Linked DNA regions of Gossypium hirsutum: region 2 is linked to region 1. A link is a contact called in public Hi-C data. All regions are on one chromosome and are shown on one strand. The core of a region is the stretch at or near the end of the contact, and the rest is flanking DNA. Distances in the headings are between cores, read along the strand shown.

Region 1 (5,835 bases), core at 861-3,360:
AAGTATGTAAACTTTATTTTATGTTTTATATTATATATGTTTTATTATAATAGTTTATAATGTTAGTTTACATATATCACCTTCATTAATTCATACCAAAACCTTATAATATAACCCATTACCGTCCACCTAATAAGTTACAGGCTATTTACAATATAAATGCCTCAATTTAAAAAGTCACTAACTTTTTGATCTTTATATTTTAAACTATCAAATTTTCTATTTATGCGATTAAGTCCTTTTATTTAATCGGACACCTAAACGACAAAATTAAATCACGAAAATTTCACCAATATAAATTCACACAAAATAAATACAGAAAATAATTTTTAAATATTTTTCTGACTCGGATTCGTGATCCCGAAACCACCGTTTCTATTAAGGTCTAAATCGGACTGTTACATTAGCAATATGCTTCAATCCCAAACACAAATCCATACTATGATAACCATTAATGTTCTTTAGATTTATCGAAATTTCTTGAAACATCGAAAATTCCTATAAAACCTATTAGATTGGTGCCACTTGATGCAAAATAAGAATATAAGCAACATCCACACGTTAAAAACACATTCGTGCACATGTCCTTTCACCATTAGTATGTTAGTAACCTCTGTCATTTGATAGAACATTCACACAAGCTAAAAAAATAAAAAGAAATAAATGCATTTAAAATCAATTATGATATGATATTAATTATAGTTAATAAATATCATTCTAACACAAAATTATCAAATTATTTTATTGAACATCCATAGATGATTGTGTTGTTATGATTTCATTCTTCTAATAAGTTGTATAGTGACAATGCCTAAACCACCTATTTAATATATAATGTTAGTACTAATATAAAACATCTAGAATGTAATACATTTATAACATATACCACTAGTTTTACCTTCTAGCGAAAGGGAAACTAAGATCTTCAAAGAATATAAGCGTAATCTATGAAAGTAGATACCGCCTCATGATTATAAAATCATAAGGCAACTATTTACTTCCACGTTTCCCATTCTACAAGCCTGTATAGGCATGCCAAATCCATATATTAAATTGTTTATTCCTATTACTTCAAAAAATATTTAACAATTAAAGATACATGGTATGAACTAAATTGTCATATTTTTCTAGTATTAATATACCTCTAATCTATTGAAAAATATAAGCTTTAGTATGATATTGAATATGTACGGGTTTGGGGTTTTTTAGGGAGATACTTGAAGTTAATTTTAAGTCATTTTAGCTTAATATGATGCCCTTTGAAATGAGAATCATGATTGATACCTCTTTCCAATGATGCAAGTAGGTCATCTGCTAAATTGTATTTGTTATTAGGTGCTCGTTTATTTAGAAGGTTGGTCAATAACGCTATATCTTCCAACAGTACTATCGCTTTGCCGCATGAGTGATTAAAAATATAGGTCTAGGGTCTCTATCGTTCAAACAAAGTAGAGATGAATGATGGCACAAAAGTAAAATTCTCAATTTAGCTAGCATGATAAAAACCGATGCCTCGTAAGTGACAAATGATTTTGTTGTCAAGTGAATTTATTTCGATATTATTGCGACATCAAGCCATTAGAGAATACTCCAATGTTCCTACAATTTGAAAATGTTTTGTTCTTTCACATTTAGAAAAAAAATATAAGATGGTATAGATAGTAGATGATGAATGTTTTAGATTTTGTGTGAAAAATTAACAAGTGGGATTGATTATTTATAGATTTTATGGTTAGAGTTAGGTTCAGATTTTAATAGTAGCTGGACACAAGAGTGGAAATTTTCATTTTCCTCTTTAAATAATTTATTAAAGATTACTCTTTTATTTTAAATTTTATGAAAGACCTTAAAGTCCATAAATGTTAAATTATGTACAAATATTATCTGCATCAGTTACAAAATTAAATTATATTGGTATAGTTTAAAATTGAACATTTCACAACCATTGCTTTGATTTTAATGAAGCTCCATAATACATATTATTAAACTCAATACTCATGATTCTCAAATTAACTAAAAACTTTGATACTTGTTGAAGTAAAAGGACAGAGTAAGAAAGCATCTGCGAAGTTAAAAAGTCAAATAAAAGAAAGATATGAAACAAGCAATGGAGCTGATCATTGCTTACCGAAATGTCACGTGTATATGTTACAGACACGGAAATAAAAATTTGCGAAGCCCTTGATTTCGGTAAATATTGCTTTGGTTTGATCATTAGTCAAACAAAGCCTTCACGTGGGAAATGGAAACGATGGCGACTCTTTGGCCAAGAAAACGAGGCCACTGCCGTGTTTTTCCCACCCAAAGACTAATCAAACCTTACTCTTTTCTTTTCCCCGCATCTAATTCCTTAATTTGATCTACTATCAATCATATGTTGAAGAAAAAACGATGGCAAACTGTCCCGCCGTTCATGGTGGCTACTCCTCCGATTATGTTGCTGTTTCCATAGCCATCTTCGCCGTGATTCTGTACCTTCTTTTGAATCTTTATTAAGAGCCCCATTTTTTTTATCTCATAAAAATTTCATATCGAAGTCAAAGTCAAAGTCAAAGTTCATTCTTTTTTATCTTTAGATGGGTAGTTTTGCTCTGTCATCATCTATTCGATGTTATGCCTCAGTGGGATTATTTTCTTTTTGAAATTGTGCCTTTTTCTTTTTCTGCAGACTTATTGTGAGGTCAAGTTTCCCCTTTTTGATACACAAAGTTCCAAGTGCAAGAGGGAGTGCCTTTTGGATTCCAGTCATTCAAGTTGTTGCCAGCTTCGACTTCCTGTTATCGCTTGTGGTAAAGCAATATAGAATTCAATTTCCTTGTTATTTATATATCTACAATAAATGACTTCATTAAATTGTTAACCATACGCTTTTTACAGATGGCTGGGAATTTCCTCAAGTACAAAAAGAGCCATTGGTGGTTGTCTTGCTATGTTTGGGCAGGTTTATGGATCTCTAAATTACGTTATATTTTTCCGTGACATTGTCTGAAGTATGTTTTGGTTTCAGTATGGGTTGAAGGTCCACTTGGATTTGGTTTGTTGATGAGCTGCCGCATAGCACAGGCCTTTCAACTGTACTATGCATTTGTCAAGTAAGTGGATATTCTTCTACTTGGGAGATTTTAAGACAGACTGTAAATAGACAAATGATAGAACCATGTTGGTTAAATTGTTTAGGAATGCTTGATCCTGTTAATTTTTAGGTGAAATGTTTCAGTCATGGGACTGCTATAATTTTTGAATCAATAAGGGGACGATTTGTTCACATATTATTGGTGCAATTTTATATTCTGGAATCACTTTCCCATGTTTGGATAAAAAAAATTACTTTCAGTATGTAATGTGATATTACCAATAGTGCCGGGATTTGATATATAGGTGACACTCTTAATATCGGTAATCTTACATTGTGAGATTTTTGACAATTTTACACTTTGATTCTTTTTACTTAAACCAAAGCTAAATTATAATAAAAACTATTGAATCAATATTTTCAATTTTTTGATATATTATTCAATTAACATTTCAACTATATATTTTTATTATAAGTTCAGTAAAGTTAACATTTTGTCTATTGCATTGCGCCTGAAATGTTATTTTTATAACAATTTATTATTTCTTTTTATCATTTTAGTCAAATTTACCTTTAAACCATAACAAATAACATATTTTAATTCAAAAAAAAAAAATTCTTTTTTACTTTTCTTTGTCCCTTTGATCAAAATAGAATCCCTTAGCTGCTCCTCCCCTTTATTTGTTTGAGAAAAAATATATGAAATTAATTTACTAGATAAATGTATTCATTTATTAGTAAAATAAAATACTATAATGCTACATTTGATAAGAGTATTATTTTTCTACATGTTTTTGTACATGAGTTAGCAATAAACTAATTACAAATGATAATTTTTAGCCAATGACTTGTTTTTGGCAAAGAGAAGGAAAACTTTTTGCTTATTTTGAAGAGGTCTTATTTCTTACAAGAGTTTTTACTCATCCTTCTAATTTCAAATTAAAATTTGTACTAATTATTCTTTATTTTAAGTCCAACTATTTTAACATGTGTATTAAATAAGTTTTTTCCTCGTGTTATTACACTAGTAACCAAACATGTCATAAATTTCAACCTTTGTATAGTTAATAATAAAAAAGTAGCAAAGTTGTATGAGGATAATTTAGTAAAATATGTTTTTAAGGTAATATTACATTCCATCAACCAAATAGAAAAACCTTACATTTCAGTCAAAATTGAAGAGGATATTGTAACACAATTTGTAATATGCAAGTAATCTTACATTTCAATAATCCTATTACTAAAGATGATCTTACATTTAGTGAATCAAACACTCTCTGAATTTAACTGCAATTTTCTACTCCGAGACTTTGCCATTGAGCAAATTTCTACCCAATCTGATGGTTTATCAGAGATAATGCTGCCAAACCACAAGTTTTGTATCACATTGCAGTGTTAATTGTGGCAGAGGTGATGTTACCTGTTTAAAAATTCCATTTAGCAAAAATTGGTTAGTTTATGTGTTATTGCATATTTCAGGAGGCGTTTACCACCAGTCAGATCTCATATTTTTCTTCCACTAATTGTCTTGCCATGGATCGCCGGTGCTGCAAGTAAGAATCTTAGAAACCTACCAAGTTCATCAAGTTGGACGGATAGCAACACTTTTTCCAAAAGAGTTGTTTCGTTTGTTTATCTAGACATATTTATTCAGTTATCAGATCCAAGAGTCAACAGATATCTTGAATTAATATTTGCAATTGTTGTCTACAAATATTACGGAGCTTAACAATGTATTTGGTTGCTTAATTCTCATTGTCCATGTCCTTAGTCATTTTATGTTCATAATGTTAACCAATGCATGAAACTTATAAACTACCATGCAAGAGTGACAGGTTCAAATAGCACTGCTGCATTTGAGTTATTCTCGCCTCAAGTAGATATTTTCTTATTGACGCTTTGTAACTTATGGATCTTATGATAATTATTTTGACTCCTTTTTGCTCTTAACTCCAATGTGATTCTTATTTTAACTGGAGGGGTTACTGTTCTGTAGTTATTCATGTGAAGAAGCCTCTCAATTGCAGATGTCACCTGCAAGCTTACTGGGTAATAGCTGTAATGTGTCTCCACGCGTTGTATGTAGCTGTTTTGGTTGGGTTCACTGGGGCAATTCGGCATATAGAGTTCAGGTTTGATGAACTCAAAGACCTGTGGCAAGGAATACTTGTCTCAGCCTCACTAATTGGTACATGTTTATCTACGTTTCATTTGTTCTGCATGTCTATATTATATTATCATCACTGGTGATAAAGGAAACAGGCTTTACTGTGACAAATAATGATACAATGTATTATTCTGATTATTTTGAATGATATCTCTGTCATTTAACTATGTTGACCTTCATTTCCTTTTTCATGCTCCTTTGTTTTCTCAGGACTTTGGGTTTCAGCTTACATCTTGAATGAAATTCATGATAATATCTCATGGCTTCAAGTCACCTCCCGATTTATCCTTTTATTTACGGTATGTTTGTTATTGATTTATTCCTTAGCCTCTTGGTTAGCTTGTCTGCATCATTAGAGAGTTGAGATAGAAGTAATCCGGAGTCTTATGTTTTTCGTGTTTTTGCTAAGATGGTTCAGGTATGTTTCGCAGGCAAGCATTCTTGTACTGGTTTTCTTTTCCATATCAATTTCTCAGCCTCTGCTCACACAAATCAGCTTCATAAAAAGGGAATCTATAGAATTCAAAACAATGTGTCAAGCTCTGGGGATACCAGATAGCGGACTGCTATTGCATGGAGAACAAGCTGTTGTCAT
Region 2 (4,984 bases), core at 283-2,782, 160 kb after region 1:
TCAAACAATATAATCTTTTGATTAATTACACCCATTCATTTATAGTTATTAGAACACTATAAATATTTGAAAATGTTCCAACACGATGAACCAGCACCGCCACTACCTCTTCCACCTAAATCTGAACCAAGGTTAATTTCCATTGAAAGCCAGCTTCCAAAAGGAACTCTTGATGATAATGATGAAGAAGTTGGCTTTCTAGTTATATATTTTTTATTTTTTTATGTATTTAGAATTTTATTAATTTTAACTTTTTTACATAATTATATTTAAAAATATTTTAAAAAAAAAATGAAATTTTAGAATTTTAAAAGATTTTTTTGATATTTTTAATTTTTAAATAAAATTTGGAATTTATGATATTTTAAAGGATATTTTGATTATTTTTAAAATTTTAAAAAACATATTTTTAATTCCAAAAAATAAATAATGAAATTTCAGAATTTTTTAGAGATATTTTTGAAAATTTTTTAGAATCATCATTAAAAAAAAGTTGTAAAAGGACTAAATTGAATGTTTTAGTTATAATTTAAGAGTCAAATTAGATATTAACTCTTGGATTAATATGCCATGTCACTTTTCATAAAGGCTGTAACCCTCGTTAACGAACGAGTGACCAAAACTTTATAACTCGATCATAATAGTAACAAAAATGTAATTTTTTATAATTCAGTGGCAAAAAGAAAAAAATTGAATAAAGATGAGTGACTATTTATGTAGTTAACGCATAAAATTATTATAGGAAAGAATTATTTAAATTAAATTTTTATGTAAGATACTGTAATAAAGTAAAATATAAATTATTGAAGTAAATAAATAAGATTTTTAAACTAATTTTTATAAAATTAAAAAGATTAAATAGAAAGCACATGTTATTTATATAAAGTTATACAGATGTCGAAAGTGTAGACTATCCATATCGGATTTTTGTCAGCTTCGGTTATATAAGAAATAATAAAAAAGGTAAAAGTAATTTCTCACGATTTTAGGAAGATTTAATTTTTTACACATTTAATAAATATTTTTAAAAATAATCAAATAATTCTTCAAAAAAGGTCAAGAATTTCACTATCCATATATGAATATTACTTTTTTAGTGAGAAACTTTGACTTTTTTTTGTTTATATAAGATTATATTTACCCAAGTATTTAGAAAAATGGGGAAGTTGAATTTTTATAATTAAAAAAATTATGAAAATTAGTATTTTTATTATCTTTAATATAATTGGTATTGAAATATATTTAAGGTAAATAATTAAAAATATAATCAATTTAAATTTATTATTTTAAAATTAAAAATAAATTATATTTATTAAATAACCCGACACGAAATTCTAAGGTATTCAAGTGTTAAAAATAAAAATAAAAATAAAAATATTTCTCTCTATTTTGTATAATTTTGGATATATCCAATAATCATAAAAAAATGGAGATTAGGTGAAGCCTAACCCAGTTCCTATTTATATGGGTTAAGTTTAATAAGCCCGAACTCAAATATAAAAACAGGCCGATTCTCACTACTTCAGTTTTAAAGGACAAGACAGGCTTCAACATGTTCTAGTTAGTTTGTTTCGCGCATGCCGCCATTTAGGCCGAAGTCTGTTCGTCTTCCACACTAACAAACCCCCCCTCATTCCACAAAACTCTACCTCCTTTTCCTTTTCCTTTTCTACTTAAAACTCGAAACCCTTTTTTTCCCCGGTTATAGGTCGCCGTCTTCCTTTCAAAAAGGAAATGGAAAAGCCGGATTCCACCTCCGGTTGCGGTTGTTCCGATGTCTACCACAGTATTTTCATTGATTCCAACCTTGATACTCACCTCGCCATGATCGTCTCCGACTCCGAAACCGTTTCCGATCTTAAAAGTATGATACTTTCTCCCTTTCCCCTCTCATCTTTGATTTCTTGGTGTTTTGGTTTACCATTTGTCTTTTTAAGTAAAGTTTCATTCTTTGCTTTTGGAGGATACAAATTTATCTTCTTTAAAGTAATAAAGCAACGTTATCGGCTGGACTTTGTTTATTTTTCAATACCAGTTCAAAGTGTTCATCCATTTGAGACCTCAAGGATCAGAACTTGAATAGGAAATCTAAAATTTCCCCTGTAATTAACCTAAAATTAGGTGAATTAAAGTGCTGAAGTTGTTGTAGCCATTGAGAATTCCTCTAGAATGCTTGAACAGGAAAAGAAATGGTGCATTGTTTTGATATGTAGAATGTAGATATAGTTATGTTATGGAAGTTATGTATTATTTCTCCTTGTGCTTTATCATTCTCAAAAATAGTCACTGGTTCTAGTTGTCTAACATATTTTGATCTTAATTTAGTTTATCAACTTTTAGTAACTGACATATCAACTTCATCTTTAAGATCAAGTGTTGTAAAGTTCTGTTTTAGTTAGTAATATCTATGTGCTGCTGATTTGCAGAAAAGATACTGTATGAACACCCGTTGTGCTTTCCCAACATTGGGGAGATAAAGATTAATGCGTTAAAGGTTGGTGCTATATCTTGTACTGTTATGATGCTACTTGTTAAGGATGTCTTACTGTTGATTTTAAATTTTACATTGACATGGCTTTGTTAACATGAATAGGTAAAGCGCAAAGGATTTCTTTATCACCTTTCTGATTCCATGTTTGTGAAAAGTGCTTTTGGTGGAGTGAGCAGGAGTTGGTTTCTTTCGGTTGATGCCTCGAGTGCTAAAGAGCATAGGGAAAATCATAATTCCATTGAACCTGATGCTGGCAACATTGTAGCCTGCTTCGGTACTGGAATTAATAATTATTCGGTTGATGTTGTTGATCTTCTACCTGTTGATAAAGCCAAAAGATTGTCCAATGTCAATGATGCACCTTTGCTACAAGACAGAGATGACTGTCATGCAAAACAGAATTCTGCGTCTCAACAGTTTGGTTTTAGCAATTCCACCAAAGAAAACTCAGGAAATTTGTGTAAGGAAGCTGAACATACAGCTGATAGTAATAATCAGGTTTCGTTCCCTGCTACCAACACGGGGTCAAGGCCGAAGGTACAGTCGAAAGATGTTGGAGATGACAAAATATCTGAAGATCTACAAGCTTCTGTAGCTACATCTGTTTTAAAGGAAAAGCAGAAAACTAAAAAGAGAAACAAATATGCCATCCACCATGATTCTAAAGAAAATGGTGCTTTAGTTGTTGAATCTGGGAAAGATGCATTGGATTCAGGCCATGTACTTGAGGAAAATTTGATTCATAATGGACAAAGTTTGGCTTTGAATGACGCAAATCTGGGAAACCAAATTCATGTGGATGAAGCCTCTCGGAGTTTGTCTTCTGACAGAAATAAGAGGTCAACTGCTAGGAAAAGGATGGCCGATGGGGGAATAAACGTTCCAGGAGAACATTCTGAATTGGAAACTAATAAACATAAAGATGTTGCTCACAAGGATCAGGAACATGAGTCAAAAGAAGATTCCTTTCAATCTCGGCCTGCATCAAAGAAAAAGCGCAAAGCCAAGAAGAAAGATGTTAATGACAATTCTTTAATAGAAAATGTAGAACAAGCTATTGATCTCAATACAACCTCTGTGTGCACTTTAGGTCAGAAACTGGAAAATACGAGGGCTGTCGTAGACCCCTTGAATACTGAATCCGTAAAACAAAACCATTTGTTGACGGCCAATGCAAACGGTGGGAAGAAGAACAGGAAAAGGCAAAAATCAAATCCTAGTCAAGGAGGTAGTGATGTCTCTTCTGCAAAAGATGTTCATGTGGAAACTTTTCAGGCTGTAGAAGCCATTAAAGACAAAGATTTGGGCAGTAAAGGTGATCCAGTTTCTTTTCTTGGAAAACATTCTGCAGGTGGAGAAATATCTGAAACTGGTCTGATCTCTTCAATGAAAATGCAGGAAGTTAGTGAAACAAATCAAGTGCCCCAGAGAAACAAATATGCCATCCACCATGATTCTAAAGAAAATGGTGCTTTAGTTGTTGAATCTGGGAAAGATGCGTTGGATTCAGGCCGTGTACTTGAAGAAAATTTGATTCATAATGGACCAAGTTTGGCTTTGAATGATGCAAATCTGGGAAGCCAAATTCATGTGGATGAAACCTCTCGGAGTTTGTCTTCTGACAGAAATAAGAGGTCAACTGCTAGGAAAAAGATGGCCGATGGGGGAATAAACGTTCCAGGAGAACATTCTGAATTGGAAACTAATAAACATAAAGATGTTGCTCACAAGGACCAGGAACATGAGTCAAAAGAAGATTCCTTTCAATCTCGGCCTGTATCAAAGAAAAAGCGCAAAGCCGAGAAGAAAGATGTTAATGACAATTCTTTAATAGAAAATGGAGAACAAGCTACTGATCTCAATACTGTAACCACTGAGTGTACTTTAGGTCAGAAATTGGAAAATACGATGGTTGTCGTAGATCCCTTGAATGCTGAATCCGTAAAACAAAACCATTTGTCGACGGCCAATGCGAGCGGTGGGAAGAAGAACAGGAAAAGGCAAAAATCAAATCCTAGTCAAGTAGATAGTGAAGTCTCTTCTGCAAAAGATGTTCATGTGGAAACTTTTCAGGCTGTAGAAGCCATTAAAGACAAAGATTTGGGCAGTAAAGGTGATCCAGTTTCTTTTCTTGGAAAACGTTCTGCAGGTGGAGAAATATCTGAATCTGGTCTGATCTCATCAATGAAAATGCAGGAAGTTAGTGAAACAAATCAAGTGCCCCACTTTGGGGGTAAGTTCCTACTTATATGCAATTTATTTACACCCCCCACCCCCTTGTCCCCCCTTTCCCCCCAAAAAATATCTTTTCCATTTCAACCATAGTCCAGGATTAATAGAAATAATACACAAGAAATAACTTTTTCTAGTATTAATACCAACTTTAGCAGGTTACAATGATATGGATGATACCAATGATGGCAACTTGAAAAGCCAAAATGAAGCAGCCCAACCGGATGTTGCATCAGCAATAAAGGCTAGAGATTCATATGA

The links. A called contact is a pair of places that touch in the nucleus more often than the background predicts.
Region 2: a contact with region 1 is called in a Hi-C map of leaf, with 2.8 times the contacts expected there. The contact joins the promoter of LOC107886489 here to the promoter of LOC107886492 in region 1. A contact is called at or near these places in 2 of 34 Hi-C or Micro-C datasets (hypocotyl and leaf).

The regions. Positions count from the first base shown.
Region 1 is chrA03:93,904,758-93,910,592 of Gossypium_hirsutum_v2.1, forward strand. It overlaps LOC107886492 (regulator of G-protein signaling 1), which reads left to right and starts at 2,111. Exons shown (of 11, transcript XM_016810466.2): 1 at 2,111-2,471; 2 at 2,669-2,789; 3 at 2,878-2,941; 4 at 3,008-3,092; 5 at 4,553-4,626; 6 at 5,070-5,261; 7 at 5,451-5,539; 8 at 5,672-5,835. The coding sequence starts at 2,392.
Region 2 is chrA03:94,062,895-94,067,878 of Gossypium_hirsutum_v2.1, forward strand. LOC107886489 reads left to right here and starts at 1,533. Exons shown (of 6, transcript XM_041098771.1): 1 at 1,533-1,864; 2 at 2,427-2,494; 3 at 2,594-4,724; 4 at 4,879-4,984. The coding sequence starts at 1,735.